Regions from separate parts of the Mus musculus genome. Here all the other regions are linked to region 1. A link is a contact called in public Hi-C and promoter capture Hi-C data. All regions are on one chromosome and are shown on one strand. The core of a region is the stretch at or near the end of the contact, and the rest is flanking DNA. Distances in the headings are between cores, read along the strand shown. Region 1 holds the start of 8430423G03Rik (RIKEN cDNA 8430423G03 gene). Region 2 has its middle 57 kb from the start of Ubl3. Region 3 has its middle 20 kb from the start of Medag. Region 4 overlaps Gm38753 (a long non-coding RNA gene). Region 5 has its middle 7.3 kb from the start of Gm35620. Region 6 holds the start of Alox5ap (arachidonate 5-lipoxygenase activating protein). Region 7 holds the start of 2310047D07Rik (a long non-coding RNA gene).

Evidence for each region. Promoter capture Hi-C pulls out the DNA fragments that hold promoters and counts their contacts. Hi-C and Micro-C count contacts between places; a contact is called where the count stands out from the background.
Region 2: a contact with region 1 is called in a promoter capture Hi-C map of embryonic stem cells, with 2.5 times the contacts expected there. The contact joins the enhancer-like site here to the promoter of 8430423G03Rik in region 1. A contact is called at or near these places in 3 of 39 promoter capture datasets (embryonic stem cells, pre-B cells and trophoblast stem cells) and 3 of 115 datasets of contacts at active chromatin or transcription factors (effector CD8 T cells, memory CD8 T cells and pancreatic cancer cells).
Region 3: a contact with region 1 is called in a promoter capture Hi-C map of the HPC-7 cell line. The contact joins the enhancer-like site here to the promoter of 8430423G03Rik in region 1. A contact is called at or near these places in 18 of 39 promoter capture datasets (the 3T3-L1 cell line, 3T3-L1-derived adipocytes, the HPC-7 cell line and 13 more), 1 of 484 Hi-C or Micro-C datasets (bone marrow-derived macrophages) and 8 of 115 datasets of contacts at active chromatin or transcription factors (DN3 thymocytes, acute myeloid leukemia, craniofacial prominence and 5 more).
Region 4: a Hi-C map of double positive thymocytes shows a contact between it and region 1, with 1.8 times the contacts expected there. The contact joins the enhancer-like site here to the promoter of 8430423G03Rik in region 1. A contact is called at or near these places in 16 of 39 promoter capture datasets (the 3T3-L1 cell line, 3T3-L1-derived adipocytes, the HPC-7 cell line and 13 more), 2 of 484 Hi-C or Micro-C datasets (bone marrow-derived macrophages and double positive thymocytes) and 12 of 115 datasets of contacts at active chromatin or transcription factors (acute myeloid leukemia, bone marrow-derived macrophages, craniofacial prominence and 9 more).
Region 5: a contact with region 1 is called in a promoter capture Hi-C map of liver, with 5 times the contacts expected there. The contact joins the enhancer-like site here to the promoter of 8430423G03Rik in region 1. A contact is called at or near these places in 20 of 39 promoter capture datasets (the 3T3-L1 cell line, 3T3-L1-derived adipocytes, the C10 cell line and 14 more), 3 of 15 datasets of contacts at CTCF or cohesin (the NIH/3T3 cell line, large pre-B cells and pro-B cells), 18 of 484 Hi-C or Micro-C datasets (CD4 T cells, the G1E-ER4 cell line, Th2 cells and 10 more) and 15 of 115 datasets of contacts at active chromatin or transcription factors (the NIH/3T3 cell line, the SCID.adh cell line, T-cell acute lymphoblastic leukemia and 12 more).
Region 6: a promoter capture Hi-C map of the HPC-7 cell line shows a contact between it and region 1. The contact joins the promoter of Alox5ap here to the promoter of 8430423G03Rik in region 1. A contact is called at or near these places in 17 of 39 promoter capture datasets (the C10 cell line, the HPC-7 cell line, HPC-7-derived erythroid cells and 9 more), 1 of 15 datasets of contacts at CTCF or cohesin (large pre-B cells), 5 of 484 Hi-C or Micro-C datasets (CD8 T cells, the G1E-ER4 cell line, female germline stem cells and 2 more), 7 of 115 datasets of contacts at active chromatin or transcription factors (CD8 T cells, the SCID.adh cell line, acute myeloid leukemia and 4 more) and 3 of 9 other capture datasets (adipose tissue, embryonic stem cells and pancreatic islet).
Region 7: a contact with region 1 is called in a promoter capture Hi-C map of liver, with 5 times the contacts expected there. The contact joins the promoter of 2310047D07Rik here to the promoter of 8430423G03Rik in region 1. A contact is called at or near these places in 14 of 39 promoter capture datasets (the 3T3-L1 cell line, the C10 cell line, the HPC-7 cell line and 8 more), 3 of 484 Hi-C or Micro-C datasets (bone marrow-derived macrophages and embryonic stem cells) and 8 of 115 datasets of contacts at active chromatin or transcription factors (the SCID.adh cell line, astrocytes, bone marrow-derived macrophages and 5 more).

Annotation. Positions count from the first base shown.
Region 1 is chr5:148,948,608-148,951,654 of GRCm38.p6, reverse strand. 8430423G03Rik (RIKEN cDNA 8430423G03 gene) reads right to left here and starts at 1,405. Exons shown (of 3, transcript NR_040686.1): 1 at 1,267-1,405; 2 at 822-995; 3 at 1-322. LOC108169085 (a long non-coding RNA gene) reads left to right here. Exons shown (of 2, transcript XR_001785025.1): 2 at 2,647-3,047.
Region 2 is chr5:148,493,850-148,496,896 of GRCm38.p6, reverse strand. No RefSeq gene overlaps it. Among named protein-coding and RNA genes, the nearest start is that of Ubl3, 57 kb to the left of the region's middle. Within about 2 kb of position 1,461, at least 136 of the 459 cell types and tissues checked have an H3K27ac peak or open chromatin away from gene starts, as enhancers often do. A contact at or near this core is called in effector CD8 T cells, embryonic stem cells, memory CD8 T cells and 1 more, where this site is marked.
Region 3 is chr5:149,390,550-149,393,596 of GRCm38.p6, reverse strand. It overlaps a transcript of Medag not described here. Among named protein-coding and RNA genes, the nearest start is that of Medag, 20 kb to the left of the region's middle. Within about 2 kb of position 1,631, at least 81 of the 459 cell types and tissues checked have an H3K27ac peak or open chromatin away from gene starts, as enhancers often do. A contact at or near this core is called in DN3 thymocytes, the HPC-7 cell line, craniofacial prominence and 3 more, where this site is marked.
Region 4 is chr5:149,362,666-149,365,712 of GRCm38.p6, reverse strand. Gm38753 (a long non-coding RNA gene) reads left to right here. Exons shown (of 3, transcript XR_868733.3): 2 at 868-1,070. Among named protein-coding and RNA genes, the nearest start is that of Gm38753, 3.4 kb to the left of the region's middle. Within about 2 kb of position 1,447, at least 11 of the 459 cell types and tissues checked have an H3K27ac peak or open chromatin away from gene starts, as enhancers often do. A contact at or near this core is called in double positive thymocytes, where this site is marked.
Region 5 is chr5:149,328,333-149,331,379 of GRCm38.p6, reverse strand. No RefSeq gene overlaps it. Among named protein-coding and RNA genes, the nearest start is that of Gm35620, 7.3 kb to the right of the region's middle. Within about 2 kb of position 1,594, at least 49 of the 459 cell types and tissues checked have an H3K27ac peak or open chromatin away from gene starts, as enhancers often do. A contact at or near this core is called in cerebral cortex, cortical neurons, embryonic forebrain and 2 more, where this site is marked.
Region 6 is chr5:149,263,529-149,266,575 of GRCm38.p6, reverse strand. It overlaps Alox5ap (arachidonate 5-lipoxygenase activating protein), which reads right to left and starts at 1,572. Exons shown (of 5, transcript NM_009663.2): 1 at 1,394-1,572. The coding sequence starts at 1,463.
Region 7 is chr5:149,227,554-149,230,600 of GRCm38.p6, reverse strand. It overlaps 2310047D07Rik (a long non-coding RNA gene), which reads right to left and starts at 1,613. Exons shown (of 2, transcript XR_003956021.1): 1 at 1,290-1,613. It overlaps n-TNgtt14 (a tRNA gene), which reads left to right and starts at 1,527; the gene lies at 1,527-1,600.

The DNA.
Region 1 (3,047 bases), core at 156-2,655:
GTCGACTGTTCATTTATTTCTGTCCCAGTTGATACTATTTGTAGCTGCCTTCCCACTCCAATGGCAGTTGTGGGTGGCTGCGGTAGACACTAGGTGGTTTAGAGAATCAAAAAAAAAAAAAAAAAAAAATTCCCATGAGTCCCTTCGCCCCTTCGCCTGTTTCAGAATTCAGTCTTTCTGGGCTTCTCCTCTATGTTTTCACCATGGTGCTGGTAGTGGCTGTCCTGAGGAGCCCTGTAGGCCTCAGTCTGGAGATGGGAGGGCTATCTCTTTCCTCAGAGGGCTGGTCAGATCCATGGTGGTCGGGCTGTTTCACCTAAGGCTGCAGATGGAAGACAAGAACAATCACAGAATCTGGAGAGGAGAAAGGTGTCAATTGGGGGTGGTCGAGGGAGGATGTTGCCAGACCACACACATCCCAATGTGGCCAGGGCATTTAAATCTCCTTGACAATTCTTGCCTAAACTAAACAGTGGGCCAACTGGGGAACAAGTGACCAAGCCAAGATTGTACGAGTGCACGTGTATGTGTGTATGTGTGTGTGTGCACGCATGTGTGTGTGTAAATAACACAATTCAGGGACATGAAAGGAGAGAGGACTTGAGGGGAGTAGGGGACCAGGAAAAGGCCAGTAAGCAGGGTCAGATGGGGCAGAGTAGTGAGAAGGAAGACAAAGTATAATTAATTACACAAAATTACCAAAAATGCCACAATGTAACGCATTAAACTGACTCTCAAAGTAATTGAGGGGAAAAAAATGCATTTACAAAATAAAGTTTCATGGCATAAAATTGTTACAGGAATTTTTTTAGGGTCAAAACCTGGGCCCTGGAGACCCCAGTGATCTTGGAAGGCATCTTTCTTCCTTGGCGTGGTGTTCATCAGGAAGCTTTTTATTGACGGTCTTATCTCCTCCTGGTCCTTGGGCTCCTTGCTCTGTTCCACAGCCAACTCCTCAGTCCACACAGTAAGAGGAAATAAGGAAAGAGAACTCCCTGAAACAGAAAGACAAAACGGGGCCTAGAAATCTACAGACCGGACTGGCCGGCATCGGGACACATGGCCTCTCTTAGCTACAATGGTCATGTGCGAGCAGGAGCGTCGCCCCTGCTGAATGAAACCGGTGTTCTGATAGAAAGCAAGAACGGAGGGATCAGTACCAGCCTATATTGGATCCCTGATCTTGCCAAACTTGAGAGTTATGGAGGAAAGAGCCCACGCCATTGAGTCCTCCTCTGTCCCTGGTGAAGGCGAGAAAAAGCAAACCTTTTCTGAGTCGTGACAGCTGGGGGATGTCCCGTGGCTCCCCTCTTCTTTTTGGCCAGAGAATGTAACTGGTCGTCCCACAGGGTAGCATGTAACCGAGAGGAAATAAACGTCGTGGCTGTGGAATGTGTGGTCTATTGCTCACTGAGGAGGGTGGCGGGGCTTTTTACAACAGGAAGCCCAGGATGGATGGCGAATCGTAAGGAAGTAATCAGTGTGGTATTTCACTTCAGTTGGAGGGAGTCCGTTCGCTGCCTCTTAGCCTGGTTGCTTGAGGAGTCGATTTTCCCCAACCACTTACAGCTGTCGTGTTTTGTAGTGATTTCTATGTGTTATGTTTGGGGTTCTCAACTTAGAACAAGGCTCGCTTCTTCTTCAATTTGTTGCTTTCTTTAGTACTTCCAACAGTTCAGCCAGCCAAGAAACTGTGTGATGGGCCTGAAGCTACGGGGAGGCAGCACCCTACCATGGGGCAAGCCCTGCCTGCGGGGGAACCATTTAGATTGAACTAAAAAGAAACAGTGGCGAATGGTGGGGCTCAGGAGTGATCTGCCACAGCCACCTGGAGAACAAAACTAGGAAACATTGTATATGTTTTTAAAAAGTTACTTATTATTTTGTCTCTGTAGTCATGAGGATCAAACACGTTTGATCTACAGTTTATCTATCCCCCAGATCCTGAGCCAGTGTTTTTGTATCTTGGGTCGGTTGACTTGCGCTCACGTCAGTCAAATGCGACGACTGTAACTTTACAAGCAGAATTGCATTTCATAAAAAGCTCAGCCTTGGGGCTGGAGAAATGGCTCAGTGGTTAGGAGCACTTCCTGCTCTTGTAGAGGCCCCAAGTTTGGTTCCCAGCACTCGCATGGTGGCTCACAGCCACCTGTAACCGCCACTCTCGGGCCTCTGTGGATTAGAATACAAGATTTTTCTCCTTTGTAGTTTTTATAATTCTTATAGTCTACAGGCATGACGTGTGTCTTGAGTAACGGGCATGCGCATTCCTGCATATGTGTGTGTTTGTACAGGGTCTCCTTGTGTATCTCAGGCTGCCCTCAACTTTGAAATCTTCCTGCCTCAGTCTCCTGGGTACCGAATTTGCTAGCATGCCAAGCTTGGTTTGCATTTTTGTCCAGTGTTTCTTCAGGTCTATGTCCAGTCTCTCAAGCAAAATATAAACTGCTTTAGGTGCGGGAAGATGCTGTGGAATAATATTTGGATTCTAGGGTTGGACATTTTTTAAAAATGGATATCTTGAATGTTTAACTAAGAACCTGTCTTTCCACATAAATATATTTGCAAATCTGAAAACAGTCTTTTATTAGACCAAACATATACTTTAAAAAAAAAACCCTTTCCTTTAACATGTTATTTTTATAGGTGCTAAAAGAAACAGCGCGGTGGTAAGGAGAGCAGACACTTGCTGACTTCCAGCTGTGGAGGGGACACCTCTGATTGCTTTCATTCTAACAGCTCGGAGAGGCTGGGGTTACTGTCTCACTCATCCTACATCTCAGGAAACCAAGGCATGGGGCTGACATCCACGCCAAGGTCAGGATGCCACCCAGGTTCAGGCCGCCAGGGCTCGCTCAAAGGGCTTACCCACCACACACACTGCAGCTCACTCACAGCAACACGGGAAGCCAGAGAAGAAGCAGCCGAACTGTAATTAGAGGCCAGAGGAGGAGACGCAGAGACCATCTCAGGATTTATGCCTGAGTGGTGGTGATGTGGCGAGAGTCCTCTGTGTAATGAAGATGTCACCTTCTAATGAGTTTGGA
Region 2 (3,047 bases), core at 212-2,711, 450 kb after region 1:
TCACCACCCTTTTTACCTCACTCAGGACCAATCAGCTTAAAGGTTAGCTGATGATACTTTGTCTAGTTAGACAGAAATATTGTACTGCATCACTGCTTGCCTTTGAACTTTTGAACCTGGTTCTTCCTATAAAAAGCCAGCCCTGAGAGCAAACTAATACCGCAATTAGGCTACCGAGACCTTTTTTTTTTTTTTTTTTTTCCTGGTCTGGAATGTTCAGTATTAGGGTGTGAGTTCAATAAACTATTCTCTTTTTTAAAAGATTTATTTATTATATTTATATGCGTACACTGTAGCTGTTTTCAGACACACCAGAAGAGGGTATCAGATTCTATTACAGATGGTTCTGAGCCACCATGTGGTTGCTGGGATTTGAACTCAGGACCTCTGGAAGAGCAGGCAGTGCTTTTAACCACTGAACCATTATTTGGGGGGAAAACTGGTTAAAAAATTACTGCTAGCATTAATATATACAAAACATTAATAATCATTTTTTACACTGTGGTCTTTCTTGTCATTTTCATGGTTTTATTGATGGTGGTGGTTTGGGCTGAGACTGGGCCTGTTACTGAGACTGCCTAGAACTGCTAGTTATCCTCCTGCTTCAGCCCTCTGAGTACTAGGATTACTAATGTGACCCACCGTGCATGGCTATTGGTCTGCTTAAAATGACGATTCCGCCCTCTGTCGGTAAGGTTGCTCTGACATGCTCTTCCCATATGTCTGCATCAGCTCCTCCCTGATGCCTTCTGATCACATGGACAGCTTGTGACGGGGTAACGGCCTCAGTAGCCCTTCCCTTCAGTGATTTGTAGACATTACTTTGTTGTTTAAGGGCTTTGATTGTTGTTTGATTTTTGGTTTGGGTTTTTTAAGACAGGGTTCCTCAGTGTAGCCCTGGCTGCCCTGGAACTCACTCTGTCAACCATGCTGGCCTCGAACTCAGATCCACTTACCTCTGCTAACTGAGTGCTGGGATTAAAGGTATGCAGCATCACACCCAGCTATCAGCTTTGATATTGTAAAAGAACACAAGCTAGTCTGAGTTGTTTCTGTTGCAATTGATTTTTTTTTGTTCCTGGATACCTGGACATTTCCTAGTTTGTCTTGGCATAGAAACTTCAGCACCAAAATTCCCAAGAACACAAGGTATACCTTCAGTCTATGGGTTGAATTCTATCTGGAAGATTTGTGCACACACACACATGCACACGCCTTCCCGTCCTCCTCCTCTCTTCTTCTATTGCCCAGGTAGCCAGGTAGACATTCCTGGGCTAAAGCAAACCCCACACCCGACCCCATCTCGGAGTTCCTAGAGCCGTAAGAGCAGAGAGCCCACCAGGCCAGACTTTGGTACTCCCCTTGTGGAAGTCCCGTGACCCCTCGCCAGCCCTCTGCGTCAACGCCCCGCCCCTTTCTTCTTGGGCTTTCCTCAGTGCCTGTCTAGTCTCTCCTCTGCGTGTGTGAACAGTCCCATGGTCTTCATTTGCACTTCCTCTCACTTCCGTACTGCTTTCTTTTGTCAGCACTTGGGTTCTCAGCTGACGTCTAGGGCTTTGATCTTTTTTTTTTTTTTTTCCAACTTTACATGCTTGCTTCCTGATTACAGTAGTCTAGAGTTTGAGGAAATGGCATGGGCGTGGGTGGGGGAGGGGTGGCTGAAACCTGCTGGTGTGACCCTGGACCCTGTTGCCTAGCTGGAGAAATGTTGCTAATGTCCCCGCGTGGGCTTGCCCTCAGCCTTCAGCTGATCTCCTACACTCGTTTCTGGTAGGATGCCCCTTCAAGCTTCCCTTTCTATCATCTTCCCGATCCTCTACTCCCCCACCTGCTCAGATCTCATATCGCCCCTTGACTCCTAGGAAGTCTTCTTTGAGAAGTCCTTTTATTTATCTCTCATTTTGCTTGTCAGGATGAAGGGGAAGAGCCTGCTGATACTCACAGTCCACGCAATCCCTTGCTTCTCTAATGATTTTGATGGCAATAGATTAATTATACAAAACAGTAGGTTTCATTGTGAGCTGTCTCATTCAAAGCACGTACAGATAATGTCCTTTGATCATATTCTTCAACCCTTCCCCCTTTCTAAAAAATCTCCCTTTTACTTCTATGTCTCCTGGGGAACCAAGAAAGGCCTGAGTGACCATGTAAGGGGCAGATAAGCCCTGAGGGATGGGTATCATTGACCAGGGCGAGTGCCTCAGATCTATGGAAACTGGCAAAGTCTTTCTTTAGGGTAGACATTAAGAGTATGCAAAAAAATAAAAAAGAACAAAACAAAAATACTAACAGCTGTAGGGATCTGTTCCCAGATTGTTGCAACCTGAGAGAGCTGACCTACAGAGCCCTCCTACCAAAACAGTTAGCTCCTCTCCTACAGAGCCCGCCCACCAAAACAGCTAGCTCCTCCCTCTACAGAGCCCTCCCACCAAAACAGCTAGCTCCTCCCCCTGTGCGGTACAAAATACGTGCGAAGGTTCCAGGCTGTTGGTGCTGCTCCAGGAGAGGAATCAAGCTCACCCGATCCCAGCTTTTCTCTATGTGTGTCTGTGTGTCTGTCCTCTGGGATCAAGTCCATAGACATGTCTTTTACTGGTTTTGACCTCTAGAGTTTGCCTGTAAGAGAAAACACACATTTGTCTTTCTGAGTTTGGCCTGCTTTACTCAATGTTCAATGCAATGACTTCCATTTTCCAGTAATGTTACTGTTCCAGATGGCTGAATAAAAATTCTATTGAATAAATACACTACATTTCCCTTACCGATTCATCTGAGCATGTAGACCAGTTCTGTCTCTTGACTACCAATGTGGATGTTCAAGCCCCTCTGGCATGTTGGCAGATGTCTGGCTGACTCCTAGGACAGGTGCTCCCACTGTGACCACCATGCTAATTTCCACAGTGCCCCATCTGGCTACTGCCAGTCTCTGATTACCTTGCACGTAGCCTTAGTGCTAACAATTTAGGTGACACCCAGCCTGGGTGGAGTTGTGGAAGAGGTTTTAGGAATCTGAGGACAGGAGACCCAGTTTCTACCTGTGGACTTCA
Region 3 (3,047 bases), core at 382-2,881, 440 kb before region 1:
GGGAAGAAATGGTTTATTTGGCTTATACTTCCACATTGCTGTTCATCATTGAAGGAAGTCAGGACAGGAACTCAAGCAGGGCAGGAACCTGGAGGCAGGAGATGATGCAGAGGCCATGGAAGGGTGCTGCTTACTGGCTTGCTCCCCATGGCTTGCTTGGCCTGCTTTCTTATAGAACCCAGGACCACCAGCCCAGGGATGGCACCACCCACAATGGACTGGGCCCTCCCCCATCAATCACTAATTAAGAAAATGCCCCACAGGCCTACCTACAACCTAATCTTACAGAGAGATGTTCTCAACTGAAGCACCTTCCTCTTAGAAGACTGTAGCTTGGGTCAAGTTGGCCTAAAAGTACCCATACAGGGCTGCATTTTAAAGTTTGGTCAAAGGTTTCTGAACTGCAGCTTAAGGTGACATGGAAGTCACTTTGTGATAAGTTACAGAGCCTTTGCCTGTCACCAACAGCCAGCCAGTCGAACAGCTCAAATAAGACAGACACAAGCAGTGACTGTCAGATTGTCTCTATGTCAAGTCCGATTTCTTTATCTTACTTCCTTTTCTCTGGCTATAAATACAATCTGCCCTCTTGGTCAGCAGCCTGAAGCTAGAGCCACAAGAGACACCAGTCAAGATCTTCAAGAGTAGATTTGTTGTATTCTCTTCCATATTATTCCACCAACATCTTCTACCCCTAACCCTGCCTGGGTTTCATTGTTTTCATTATATGTATATGAGTGTTTGCCTGCATGTATGTATGTGCACTGCATACTTGCAGTGTCCATGGAAAGCCAGAAGAGGGCGCTAGATCTCTTGGCATGGGAGTCACTGATGGTTTTGAACACCCACATAAGTGCCGGGAACCAAACCTGGCTTGTCTGCCAGAGCTGTCAGTGCTCTTAGCCACTGAGCCATCTGCCCAGCGCCCTGTATTTTCTCTTTTGACATCCCCAGGTGGATGACATCTGTTGCAGAAGAGAAAACACAGCCAAGATTAGAAAAGAGACCGCACTCAGAGCATAGTTTCCCATTAGTGGGCAATTTAAGGCTCTTAACATTCTCTTGCAGGGCCTCAGATGTCTGGGTAGAAAAATCAAATCCATAATTGTTACAAAATCTTACTTTTTTGTTATCTGATACAATTGACACGGCCCTTTCATGTCGACATTATCCAATTTAACACAATAATACAGAGTAATGCATTTGGGAAGAATAAAATGCTTAACACATGTGGGGAATTCTCTCCCGTCTTGGAAGAGTGCTCTGGGTGGTTCGCTATTGTTTAGTTAAGACAGCTCCGACGTGGCTCCTTATCTTGTGTGGACTGAAAGGCGATCAGTCATTCCTGTCAGAATGTGAGGTAAGGCAAGTGCCACTTCAAAGGGCCCACTTACCCAGTGGAAAGAGTTGAGCAGAAACAGAAAGCTGAATATAATTTCCTCCCTGCGCGGCCAATCCATATGGCCCCAAGCAAGAATTTCAGACCCATCTGTGGGGAGAGAGAGACAGGAATAAGAAAGTTAACTTTTCTCGCTGTGGTGTTTGACAGCCATTTCCTAAACAGCCTATGGAAACGACCTGGCCCTCTAAAGATAAACGGGCTGAGAGGAAGTTGCTTTCCTCCCTGTGAGGCAGGATTGCTCAGTTATGAGTCAATGTCTTTTTATCCAAAAAGAAGGTTCCAGCAACACAAGATGATTATATATGGACATTAAGCCGGGGTAGTTTCTGTGCTGCCTCCCTCCCCAAACCCCATCCCGGACACACTCTCAAGTATTTCAAGTACAAACTGTACAACTAGAAGATGCAATCAAATGATTTTACCACCCCCAACCCCCGACACACACAGAGCTGGCCAGGCAGCAACCACAGATCCAGGCTCCTCCGCAGACAGGAAAGCCGTAAAGACAACAGCAATCGAACACACAATCGAAATACAAACGAATGCCACCCACCCCACCCCCACTCTCCCCACTGCCTGGTGAGTACCCCCACCTCTCTCCCTGCATCTCCTCCTCCCAGAGTTTAGTCTAACTCCCAGGAAGGGGCCACATTCTCTTAGCTTGCCCTGCTGAGATGAACAAGCCGCAAATCCACACACAAGCATGATCTACGTGTAGCCCACCAAAGACACCCAAACATAATCCTGTGAGTCAAATAATGTCAAATATAAATTTTCTTTTAAAACCAGAGGGGATCCACAGGTGTAATCTACTTAAAGAAAGCATTGTCTGGTGTGTATTTCCAGTCCACCCCACAGCTGCTCATCCCACAATGCACCCTAAACTTGTTCAAACACCCAGTTCCCAACCTCTCTCTGCCTGTACCTCATCCTATGCAGTTTTTATTACAGAGCTGTGGCTGGACAAGGGTTAAAAGTTTCTTCACAGGGCTGGAGAGATGGCTCAGAGGTTAAGAGCACTGACTGTTCTTCCAGAGGTCCTGAGTTCAATTCCCAACAACCACATGGTGGCTCACAACCATCTGTAATGGGATCCTATGCCCTCTTCTTCTGTGTCTGAAGACAGAGACAGTGTGCTCATGTATGCATAAAATAAATAATTTTTTTAAAAGTTTCTTCATGTTTGGGGGAGAAATTAAGGCACACTGGGCTTGACCGTGGTAGAATAGGCTTCTGGGTGGAGGGTGGGGCAGTCATAAGGCATGAGGGGAAAGGATTAAAGGAACTTTGAGTTTCTTCCATTCTGGCTAGGGAATCTGGCCCTCAACTCCTGTCTCCTCTAATCCATCAACCCAGGAACAGTGACCGACCTCATCAAAGCCTGAGTGCTCACTGAGATTTCTGGGTGAGGTGGTGGCAGCACAGAGGAAAGCTTTAAAACACTTAGGGGATGTCGGGAACTGGAGAGATGGCTCAGCGGTTAAGATGGCCTGGGTTCAGATCCTAGCACCCACATGGTGGCTCATAACCATCTGTAATTCCAATCCCTGGGGACCTGGCACCTCTTCTCTTGTCCTTGGATACTAGGCAGATACCGGTACACAGATAGATGCAGACAAAACACCCACACACATTGATGTGTTTA
Region 4 (3,047 bases), core at 198-2,697, 410 kb before region 1:
AGTTGGCAGCATATACAATGGTTGACCTTCACAGTTTTTGATCCATTACATCAAAAGACGTGGGTGTCTTTTGCAGTATTGCTGATGACCATTTGCAATGTTGGGTACACAGAATTGTCAGCTCCAGAAATATGTATTTAAGCTTTTCATATGTTTTGACAGATCTCTTTATGAACACGATTTATCTATTCACAACTGTGTATGTATCGTGTAACTGTCATTGTAGACCTGAGTGCTTGAGCTTGTGAACACGTTATGATTGCCTGTTTGATTGTGGGAAGATGCCAATAACTGTTCTACCACTTTTCCGTGTGTCCTCGAATGGATTTCCTTTTAAAAGATAAATAAATGTCTCTTAACTATGCTTGACTTTTTTCCAGATATTGTATTTTTGGAATCCTGTGGCGCACACATGCGTGTGTGTGTGTGTGTGTGTGTGTGTGTGTGTTTGTGTGTGTGTGTACAAGTACGTGAGCAGAGATCAGGGGACATCCTCCATCTTGCCTGAGAGGGGATTTCTTACTCTTCCAGCACAGTCTATGCAAGCTATGTAAGCCGCAGATCCGTATTGTTTCTGTGGCCTCTGTTTCTCTTACCCAGGAGCACAGGAATCACTGATGTGCAGCCTTGCACGTGTGCTGAGGATCCAGTCAGATCCTCATGACTGCACGAAAATGCTTTCCTCCTGAGCCAGCTTCCCCAGTCCTGTCTACTTGTTCATCTGCCTGTCTGTTCGTCTGTCTGTTTGCTTTTGAGAGGCCTTGTCCTAACACTATTCAAGAACGAAATTAACACTAATGTTTTGATGAGTGCTATTAATCAGAAATCCTTACCATTGTGTCTTTTTTTCTTTTAAAATTTATTTAGATTTATTTATTTTATCTGCTGTATGAGTGTTGTCTGTGTACTTCAGTGCCATAAAGCGTAGTGGGGATTGAAGCCGGGTCCTCCACAAGAACAAGTGCTTCTAACCACTGAGCCATCTCTTCAGTCCCTTGATGACTACTTCTTGGGCGTGTGTACTGTCAACCACTCTTCTAGAAGCAGAAGACAGACCAGTGAGCAAAACGGTGAGATTATGTGATCTTTGAAGGTTTCCTTCCTAGCTACAAAAGGCAAAGGCAGAGGGGGGGGAGGGGCAGGGGGAGAGGGAGAGACTCTGCATGATGCTGTAGCAACATGTGTCCTGTGGCTAAGACAAAAAAGGAGACCCGAATGTTGCTGGGGTCAAAGGTACAATTTTAAAAAGAAGTCTGGTGACCTTTTGCTAAAAGGGTGGCAGGCACTGGCGTCCATACCTTGAAGGAATGAGCTGAATCTATAGAAGAAGAATGTTTGAGACACAGTGAGACGCAGGACACAAAAGACTGGTACGGTAGAGCTTACCTAATGTGTGGAAGCACGGAGAGACCACAGTAGGTGAGCTCAGCAAGGAGGAAGGGGAGGGCCCAGGCAGAGGGGAGGGACCAGGCAGGGGGAGGGGCCAGGCAGAGGGGAGGGGCCAGGCAGAGGGGCGGGGCCAGGCAGAGGCGAGCTAAAGATTTGGAGAGGGCTAGGATACTAGACCATCAGCATCAATATCATCTGAGAGCTTGAGAAAACCGCAAAACTCAGGCCTCCCTCGGAGCCGAGTCAGATGATCTCAAAGCCTGTGCAGCGCTGATGAGCCTGAGCGACCCACAGTTATGTCTTCTCTATTTACCCGAGCAATGGTGTCGGATGCCAGTGGAGGAGAGGAGCAGGATCTGAGACCCTGGCTGCTGTGAGAAGTGAAGAACAGCAAGTCCCCTTTCCTTTTCCAGATCTGCCTGTGTCCCCCCAGCAGGCACCAACCAGTGCAGCATCAGGACTGTAGAGCTGGGGAGGTTCCCACTACCAGTAAAATCGCGTTCTCCCCAGCATCCTCCCCACCATCCTCCTCAGCATCCTCCCCACCATCCTCCCCACCATCCTCCCCAGCGTCCTCCTCATCTTCCTCCTCAGCATCCTCCCCACAGTCTTCCCCACCATCCTCCTCAGTTTCCTCCCCAGGGTCCTCCTCAGCTTCCTCTCCAGAGTCCTCCTCAACATCCCCCTCAGCGTCCTTCTCAGCGTCCTCCCCACCGTCCTCGCTACTCACTGGCAGCTCTGAGGCTGAGCATCAGCCCTCACGGGGCTTGCCTTCTTAAAATCATGTGGCTCTCAGAAATGTGAGCAAGGCTTGACCAAGCACAGGTAAAGTTAACACGGGTTTGACAGCGCCATGCCAGGAAGGCAGGAGCTGAGCCTGGCTGTTCTGCCGCTACAGTGAAGAGCGACTGACCGCAATCCCTGCTGACCAAGGTTGGTTACACTGTTCAGCAAGGGAGATCCCAGGCAAGAAGCCTGCAGGGCAGAACTCTCTGCTGCGGCTTTGTACTCACCATGCTTTGCTGTCGCTCCCTCCAACACATGCCCACAGGAATGGCGGCGGGGAAGCTCCAGATACAAGGCTAGACACCGACTGTCCCTCCTGCTTCAAAATGAAATCCTGGGGAAGACAGCCACCAATGCAAATGCCAGTCCCCACCCAGGAAAATCACCCATGCATTGTCAAGCAACATAGAATTCTGGTCACTGGGTCTTGGCATAGGAGTATTCTTTTTGTTTTTCCTTTTTCTTTTCTTTTGTTTTTTTAACAAATCATCATTAATTTGATGGAAACATAAGAAATGCTAAGAGGTTCTGAGACATCTTGTCTTCTGAGACGTCTGTGACCAGCTCAGATACTGCCAGGCATCAGGAGAAGGCTGAGTTGTTGCTTGACCTGAGTCAGCACACTGAGTTGTTGAGGTTTTGTAATGGCCTCCAAGATCTGGAGTCTGTGTATAGCCTCTGGACCCTGCCCCCAAGTCCATTCTGATTGGCGAATAAAGATGCTGATAGCCAATAGCTGGAAAGAAGGGAGATAGGTGGGGTTGAGGGTTCCTGGGTTTGGGACCATGAGGAAACAGGAGAAAGAAAGCCATGATGGAAGAGGAGCATGCAGGAAGGAGAGAGCGAGCCACCATGGGGTAGGAGTAAAGGAA
Region 5 (3,047 bases), core at 345-2,844, 380 kb before region 1:
CATACAGATTTGGATAGCCTGACCCCTGGGGTTGCAAAGCACCCTCTAGGGGGTCTCTTACCAGAATGGGACAACAGCCTGTGCCTGCCACCCCTCTGGGTGCTGAAATGGGGTGTCTGTGTGTGTCTCTGTGTGTCTCTCTGTGTGTTTGTGTGTGTGATATATGTGTGTATATCTGTGAATATGTGTATGTGTGTGTATGTCTAAGTATGTTTGTGTTTCTGTGTGTCTCTGTATGTGTCTGGTGTGTATGTGTGTGTCTGAGTGTCTGTGTGTGTCTCTCTGTGTGTTTGTGTGTATATATCTGTGTGCATGTCTGTGTGTGTATGTCTGAGTGTGTCTATGCATATGTGTGTCTATGCATGTGTCTGTCTGTGTTTCTGTGTGTGTATCTGTGTGTCTGGTGTGTGTGTGTGTGTGTGTGTGTGTGTGTGTGTGTGTGTGTGTGTTTATTCTTACCTGGGCACCCTGGGAAGGACAAGAGTGTGATCAGACCCTCCACAAAGCTATCAACAGCACACATTCCATTTCCTCAGGAAACAGAGGTTTCTAACACCCACCTCCCTCTTCTCAGCTGCCTGTTTGGCACTGTGAACATCTGACCCTGTCCAGCACCACGTGAGCAGAGTTCAGTGGATGCAAGTTATGGAGAAGCAATGGGTTCCCTTTATGGTGACTACATCCCATCCTCTATCAAATAAAACCAGGAGGGCTACTGGGGCCCCTGTAGAGACCTATACTCTTCAAGATCCTTATGATAGAATCTAGGATATTGTTTATGCCACATTACTAGAACCAAAGTCAAATCTTGGCTCTGTAGCCTTGCTGTTAACTTGTATGTATATGTATATGTATATGATGTATATGTATATGTATATGTATATGATGTATATGTATATCATGTATATGTATGTGTATGTATATATGTGTATATGTGTATATGTGTATACGTGTATACGTGTATATGTGTATATGTGTATATGTGTATATGTGTATATATGTATATATATACTAGAGCCAATATATACTAGAACATATATACATATATATATATATACACACACACATATGTGCATTGCTGCTCACCTTCTCAGAGACATAGATGTCCTTATCTAACAAATAATAATGGTGATGGAAATATTTTCATGGCAACCTTAATAAGATAACAAGAGCTTGTAGGTAGTGACTATATGGAACTGAACTGGGTGACCCCTCCCATACCCCACCCTCCCACCTACCCTCCCCTCAACCCCAAGAGTTCATGTTGTGGTGAATGTGGGTATGCACCCAAACTCATGGGGAAACCGTATGCAGGTACTGTTCAAACTTCTCAGGTTTGGCCAGGGATCTGACACTTCTGATTCCATCCAAGTCTGAACGAAGATCATTACTGTTATGTTTTTTTTTTTTTTTAAAGCAACGGGCTGGCTAGTCTGTCAAGGATATGTCCCATCAAGACATATGTTCCTGCAGGCTAGTTGCAGAGGATGCCAGAGCCTCCCTGCTTCTCAGGTTTTCTTCCCTGCCCTGCCACACCAGGGTGGCTCTGAGCAAGGTAAATATTTAATCAAGCATCTTGCATAACTATCACCGATTCAACTGTTCTGGGAGCCGTGGAGCAACAAGCTGGCACCTGCTTAAGTGGTCCGGCTCCTGGAGGCACTGTTGTTGCCAGCATGGGGAGTCTGTTGGCCACCAGTGGCTGATAGGTAGCAGAACTCTCTGGTCTGTTAATTGTCTTGGAAGCAAACCCGGGAGTAGAGAGAAAGAGAAAGGGCCTGTAATTAAAGCTTCCCTTGGGCAGAATTTTCTAGCAAGGGCAGTTGGCAACAAGCTCTCTGAGCTGGGCCTGGGGCTTTACAGATTCTGGCGACAGCCAGAGAAGAGGCTATTGTTGTCGCTCAGAAAGGGAGTCTCAGAGCAGTTAAGTGATTCACTCCAATTCCACAGCCACTTGGTGTCAGAACCAAGGGATGCAATCAGAGTCGGGAAATGCATCTGCCTTCTGACAAAGGCAAGCGGGACCACTCTCAGGTAACCCCGGAGCCCTGACAGCAGCCTTGCTCAGTACTGAGCTCAGGACACAAGGCTACAGGCATGAGCCGCTGGAGCAGGCTGGCACTGCAGAGATGCTTCATATGCTCGGCCTCATTCTGGTGCTTTGCAGTGGGAGTTTCTTCCTGTCTCATTTCAAGCTGTGTATTTATTAAGACCCAAGGGTCAGGCCTGGTAGCATATCCCTGTAATCCCAGCCCTTGGGAGGCGGAAGCAGGAGGATCACAAGTTCGAGGCCAGCTGAGCCTATGTCACAAGTTCTAGGTCAGCCAGATCTACCTATTGAGAGCCTGTCTCTAAAACCAACAGAAGGAGCAAGAACCAAGAGGCAGACGAAAACAGAGCAGTGTAGGGTGAGGGGCTCTGCTGCCTCTGAAGAGAGAAAACTTTGCCTTCCCATGATCCTACCCAGCTGGCCATCTTCCTCTGTTCTCTGACCTTGACCAGCTCCGAGCTCAGCACAGCCAACCTTTCCACCCTGTGTGCCCTGGGGTATCCTGATCCCTTGCAAGCCCTTCAACCATGTTTCCATCTAACAGTTCCCATCAAAGGTGAAGTGACCTGTTCAGAGGCTTTCCAGTTCCGGCCCCTCTCTTCTCTCCACACCTCCTGACAAGGCTGCATGTTTACATGTAAGGGCTTCTGTGACCCTCAGGCCCTCGAAGAGGTTCAGCTCTACTTTTCTAGGATGCACCCATGATGCACACAGAGGGCACACTCCCAAAGCCAGTCGGATAGCTGAGGGACCAGAGAGAGCCTGGAAGCGTTGTACACCAATTCCACAGTCTGTGAGTTCTGCATGTTTAATCCCATCCTTTGCAATCAAACCTCCTCTGTGGCAGGGTTTCCTCTGATGGCAGTAGGAAAGGCTGCCTTGTAGAGCACTCCTTAGGAACAACCAAGCCCTCAGGGACTCCAGTGTTCACCAGCTCTTGAGAAAATGGCAATCAGGACCAGAATTGAGAACTGTCCCCAAGTCTCCAGGAAGGTTG
Region 6 (3,047 bases), core at 323-2,822, 310 kb before region 1:
AATTACCAGGAAGCCATGGATGCTGCCCTGAGTAATGACTCCCCAATTTTTCTTAATAAATTGGAAAACACAAAGCCACTGGTGTCCTTACCCAAAAAAAAGTCAGCCTGAAACATTCCAGGCAGAACTTTAAGGTGACAGCCCTACACAGATCTGTGTCCTGCTTAGTTCTTTAACTCTTAATTATTTATCTTAAACTATAGATAGATGATAGATAGATAGATAGATAGATAGATAGATAGATAGATAGATAGATAGATAGAAAAACAGACGTGCGTGTGTGTGTGCGTGCGTGCATGCGTGAGAGTGTGTGTGTGTGTGTGTGTGTGTGTGTGTGTGTGTGTTTAATGGCAATACTAAGAAATAGGAACATTTCCCCAGACAGACAGATGATAGATAATAGATAAATACATAGACAGACAGACAGATAATAGATAGGACTTATATATAAATAGATGATAGGTAAATAGATAGATGTGAGTCGTGAGGATCATGAACCCTTTGGGGGTCAAATGACCCTTTCACAGAATTCACCTCAGATCATTAGAAAGCACAGGTATTTATTTATATTACAATCTTTAACAGCAGCAAAATGACAGTTATGGAGTAGCAACAAAAATAATTTATGCTTGGGCGTCACCACAACCTGAGATACTGTGTCAAAGGGCTAGGAAGGTTGAGATAGATAGATGGATAGAACATGACTGACTGACTGACAGACAGACAGACAGACAGACAGACAGACAGACAGACAGACGTGTGTGTGTGTGTGTGTGTGTGTGTGTGTGTGTGTGTGTGTGTGTGTGTGTAAAGCTGTACACCAAAAGGCTGGGGCATAGATGTGTAGTAGAGAATATACAGAAGGTATGCAGGGCCCTGAGTTCTATCCCCAGGACCACAAAACAAAACAAAACTAAAAATAGCCTTACGCATTGTTCTTTGATGTTTCTTCAAAAGAACTTATTTAAGTACAGAAGTAAAAAGATGATAAAGACTTTCTCCTTTATAGCTCGCAAGACTACCCCTTGCCTGACACAGACGACAGACGACCTGGGTCCTGCTGCAAATTGGCTCATTCAGGCGGGTGTCCAAGGGAGCACAGACCCCCACACTCTCTCCAGGCTGGCCCTCCTCTTCCACCCTTCATGCCCTTGCTCCACCAAGACACTTGGGCCAAGTTTCTCACCAGCCCTTCAGGTTGCTCTCCATCCTCTGCAAACACACCTGACATCATCCTTCAAGTGAGAGAAGGAAACCCCAAACTCACACAGAACAGGACCCACCCCTGCACACTCACGTACACAGCAATAAATACAGACGTGTGCATAGTGCACACAGAATGGTGTGTGCCTGGCTTCCAGCACCCCTGCTCTCCCTGAGGAAGGGCCCTTACCATTCTGGACCACGCTGATGAGGGTGACAAGGGCCAGGAGCACAACGTTGCCCACAGCCTCTTGATCCATGCTTGCTTCAGGCCCGCCAGAGACAACCAGGCTGGTGCTAGCACCTCAGCCTTCCTGCGCAGAAAGGGGAAGTGCCAGGCTGTGCTCTGCCTTTTACCATCAGTTTCCAAAGGTCCCCAGCACAGCCACTCAGTGCTCCTGCTCCTCCCCTTGTCCCCCTCTTCTTCCTCCCCCTCCTTTTGTTCCTGCTCCTCCCCTCTTCCTGCTCCTCCCTTTCCCCTTGCTCCTTCCCTCTTCCTCTTGCACTACCCTCTCCCCTTGCTCCCCCTCCTTTTTTGCTCCTCTCCCTCCTCCACCTGCTCCTCCTCCTATTGCCCCTTCCCTCCTCCTCTTGCTCTACCTCCTCACTTTGCTCCTACTTCTCCTCTTGCTCCTTTTCCCTCCCCTTCTTCTTTCATCTCCCTTCCCCTTTCTTCTCTTTCTCTCCTTCCTTCCCTTACTCCTCCACCTCTTGCTCCTCCCATTCCTACCCTTGCTCCTCCTCCTTCTTCTGCCTTTAGTTTTCATTCTTCCTCTTCTAATTGTTATTCAACAAAGTTGCAGGACCTGTGGTTTTGAGTTACCTTCCAGGAGTCACAGAGTCAGAGGGAGAGGGAAGTGCAGCGTATTCTTTGATGTTGCTTACTATGGGCAGCCTCGCTAGGAGCATAAGCATGAAATCTGGACCCTGCACAGCACGAGGAGCCCGGAGCCACTACCACTTCTTACACTGGCAAAAATAAAGAAAAGGGAAAATGAGATTTAAAAAAAGAAGAAAAAGAAAAGGAAATAAAATGAATACAGCACCAAAAAGACGTGCGTCCTGAGTATGCCCTTGGTTCTTTGAATTCCTCCTGGTAAATAAATGTCATTTGACACATTGTACAGTGCAGAATAGCAGCCACATAGGCTGGGGTGAATGGATGGATGGGTGAATGGATAGATGGGTGAATGGGTGAATGGATGAATGGATGGATGGATGAATGGATGGATGGGTGATTAGATGGATGGGTGAATGGATGGATGGATGAGTGGATGGATGGGTGAGTGGATGGATAGGTGAGTGGATGGATGGGTGAAGGAAAGAAGGAGTGAATGAATGATAAGACAACCAGTGGCTCCTTTCCTGCAATAAAATAAAACTATGGGACTTGGGAGACAGCTTCATTGGAAAGTGTTTTCCATGCAAGCTTGAGGACCTGAGTTCAGTCCCCACATCACCTAAGAAGCCACGTGTGGTAGAATGTGTGTAACCCCAATATTACAGGAAGAGGGGCAGGAGCATCCTCAGGCTCACTGGCCAGCCACCCTAGCTTAATGGAGAGTCCCAGGCAGGGAAAGACCCTGCTTCAAGAGATAAAGTGGATGGCACTTGAGGAACTAGAACCAAGGTTTGCCTCTGCCCTCCACAGACACATACATGTGCATACACGCACGTGCACGCACAAAAAAAGTCAATAAAATAAATGTTAAACTTCAGCTAAAGATTAAAACTAAACCAAAGAATACATCAAAAGTCAGAAACAGGGAGGCTGGAGAGGTGGCTCAGCAGTTAAGAGCACTGACTGTTCTTTCAGAGGCCCTGGGTTTAAGTCCCAGCACCGG
Region 7 (3,047 bases), core at 364-2,863, 280 kb before region 1:
TCAGTACAGCCTTCTTCCTAGAAGTCAGCCACGGAGAGCTGAAGGACCAACAAAGTGTAGCACAGATATGTAGCTAACTAGTACTCAGCATAGAAGAGCCGGAAATCAGGGTTAGCGCTACTGTACGGATACGGATACGTCATCAGGACATCACTGAGACCAGCCAGTCACAAATGGGCAAAGACTGGGTAATTCCACCTAGGGGAGTTACTTAAGAATAATTAAATTAGTAAAGATAGAAGAGAGAATGAGGCTTATTAGAAAAAGAAAGGGGAGGTGGGAGTTGTTTAATAGATGGGAGTATTGGTAACATATAAGTGCACTTAATTCCGTTTGAACCGTAAGCTTTAAAGGGGTTAAAATGGAGCTGGAGCGATGGATAGGTGGTTGAGAGCTCCTCTCTTGCACAGGACCCGCGCTCAGTTCCCAGCACCCGCCTTGAGAGCCTCACAATCGCCTCCAACGCAGGCTCCAGGAGAATGCGACGCCCCGTTTGACCCCGAGGGCGCTGAACTCAGGATACACGCCAACACCCAGATACATGATTAAAATAAGTCTTTGAAATATGGCTCAATTTATACCAAGAGAGTAGCAATAGCTAAGTAGGAAGAGCCAAAGAGAGGAGGAGCAAGAGAAAGGGGGGAGGGCGGGAACGGGGACAGTATTTGGGATGTAAATATATGAAATAATTAATTTTTTTTAAAAGGAGGAAGGGTATGGAAGCTTGAAGAGCGGGACCTGAGGTCTGTGAAGTTGCCCCCTCCTCCCCTCCCGGTCTTTGGGGTGATGGGGGAAGGAGAGGTCTGACAGGGGCTCTGGCAGGTTTATCAAAGAATTATCCTTTCTCCCCCTCCCTTCTCTCTTCCTCCTTCCCTTCCCTTCTGCCCCTCCCTCTCTCTCCCTCCCCCTCCCCCTCTCTCCCTCCCCCTCCCCCTCCTCTGAGTGGGCACAATGCTACCTACCCCAACCCTCCCAAGGCAACCCCAAGTCAGTGAGTTAAATTCAGAAGTCAGGGGAAGGCCTAGACGTCACTGGCTATTTTAAAAGAGCGTTTTAATCGCCATAAATCCGATTCTGCAGTCCCCCTAAGCCATGAGTGCTCGAAGGAGGCTCCAGTCCGCTAAAGGGGTGTGAATTTATTCCCAGGAGGTGACGGGGGAGGGGCGGCGCGGTAGGTTTTTAAACGTATAAAGTATAAAATTCCCATGGCCCACACAGAGATCCACAGTTTATCAACCTCGATAAGCGGGAGGCGACGAGAACACTCAAAGGGGAGGGGCGGTAACAACCTTGAACAAGGGCAGGGCGCCCTGGCTCGGAGCCCACGCAGATTCCCGGAGCCTCACCCGGCGCCGCCCTGCTCTGCGGAGGATTTGCTGGGCTCGGCGGCTCCGCCCCTCCCCGCCCTCGCGCAGTCTCAGCCCGCAGGGCTCAGCAGGGCCTGGCGCCTCCCGGGAGTCCGAGGCGGCGACGCCCATGCTGGCCGCGGCAATGTGTACAAAGCGCACGGCCGCTCAGGCAGCTGTGTCTCTGTGGCGCAATCGGTTAGCGCGTTCGGCTGTTAACCGAAAGGTTGGTGGTTCGAGCCCACCCAGGGACGGCAGCGTTCCTTTTAGCAAAAAACATTTTTAGAAATGTTTTCTGCCATCCTGGGACGCCCAATCTGTTTGATAGCTTTCTAGGGCTCAAGCTACAAGCGGGCCTGCTGCTTCCACTAATTTTCAAGAGGGTACATGTAAGTCTGCTTTTTGAGTTTGGTCCAATTCTGCTCAGGAACAGCTAGGTGTTTTTTGCACTGGAAACCGGCAACCGGGACCACCCAGAAACAGCACCATTTGTGTGGCTCAGAAAAAAAAAATAATAATAACAAAAAATAAAAAATAAAAACAACAGCAACAACAACAAAAAAAAAAAAAACAAAAAACGACCCGCGGACCCTACTAATACAGTCTACTTCCAAATGGATGAGCAACAGATAACATTGTGGGCAGAGAGTTTGGGGACAGCAGGCCACGCTGACTTTAGCTAAGTGGCTCCCAGACTTGGGCAATGGGTTTGAATCTAACTACATTATATTTAATCTTAGACTGCTGTCAATTTCCCCCATCACATTTAACTTTATCAGAAATTGTATAAGTTCGTGTTTAAAAGTTTTAAAAGAGAGCCAGGAGTGGCGGTGATGCCTTTAATCCCAGAACCCAGAAGGCAGTAAGGCAAATAAATCATGGTGAATTCCAGGACAGCCAGGGGTACATAGAGAATTCTTGTCACAGAGGACGTTTTATGTTTTTTTCACAAAAGACTTTCCATAAAGACAGGAAGTTGTGACGTGAGGGTTTTGTGTCTGGGATCTACACCCACTCCTATAGAATACAGAGAACGGGAGTCTACAGAGTGGTTCACAACCTGTGGGTCACGACCCCACTAGGATCGTATATTAGGAATTCTGCATTAAAGATATTAATAATGATTCATAACAGGAGCAAAATGACAACTATGAATGAAATAATTTCATGGTTGGTGGTCCCCATGAAGAACTGTATTAAAGGGTCACAGCATTAGGAAGAGTGAGACCCACTGTCCTATGTTGACGTAAACACTCCCGAGCTACACTGCAAGAGCTCTCACTGCTAGCCACATCTGGCTTCTGAGTACTTGAAATGTGACTAGGACAACTGAGGGATGAGTGTCAGAGTAACGCCAGGCCCTTGATTAACATGGGGTGGAGACGGTACTGTGCGTGCATCTAGCCCCGAGCTCTATCCTAGCACTAAACAGAAACAGCAGGAACAGGGCCTTACTGGCCTAGAACTCATGGCCCGGCTGCCTCAGCCTTCTGAGTGCTGGGATTATAGGTGTGCGCTGCCGTGACCAAGAAAGACTGGATGTCAGTGAATTTAGTCAAATGCAGTTTTAGTTTTTAAATATAATGTCTAATTTTATTGCATTTTTATTGACACATATGTATGTACATGCAACCACATGCATGTGGAGGTCAGAGAAAACTTTTGGAAACTGGTTCTCTTCTGCACCCTTAGGGGTCCCAG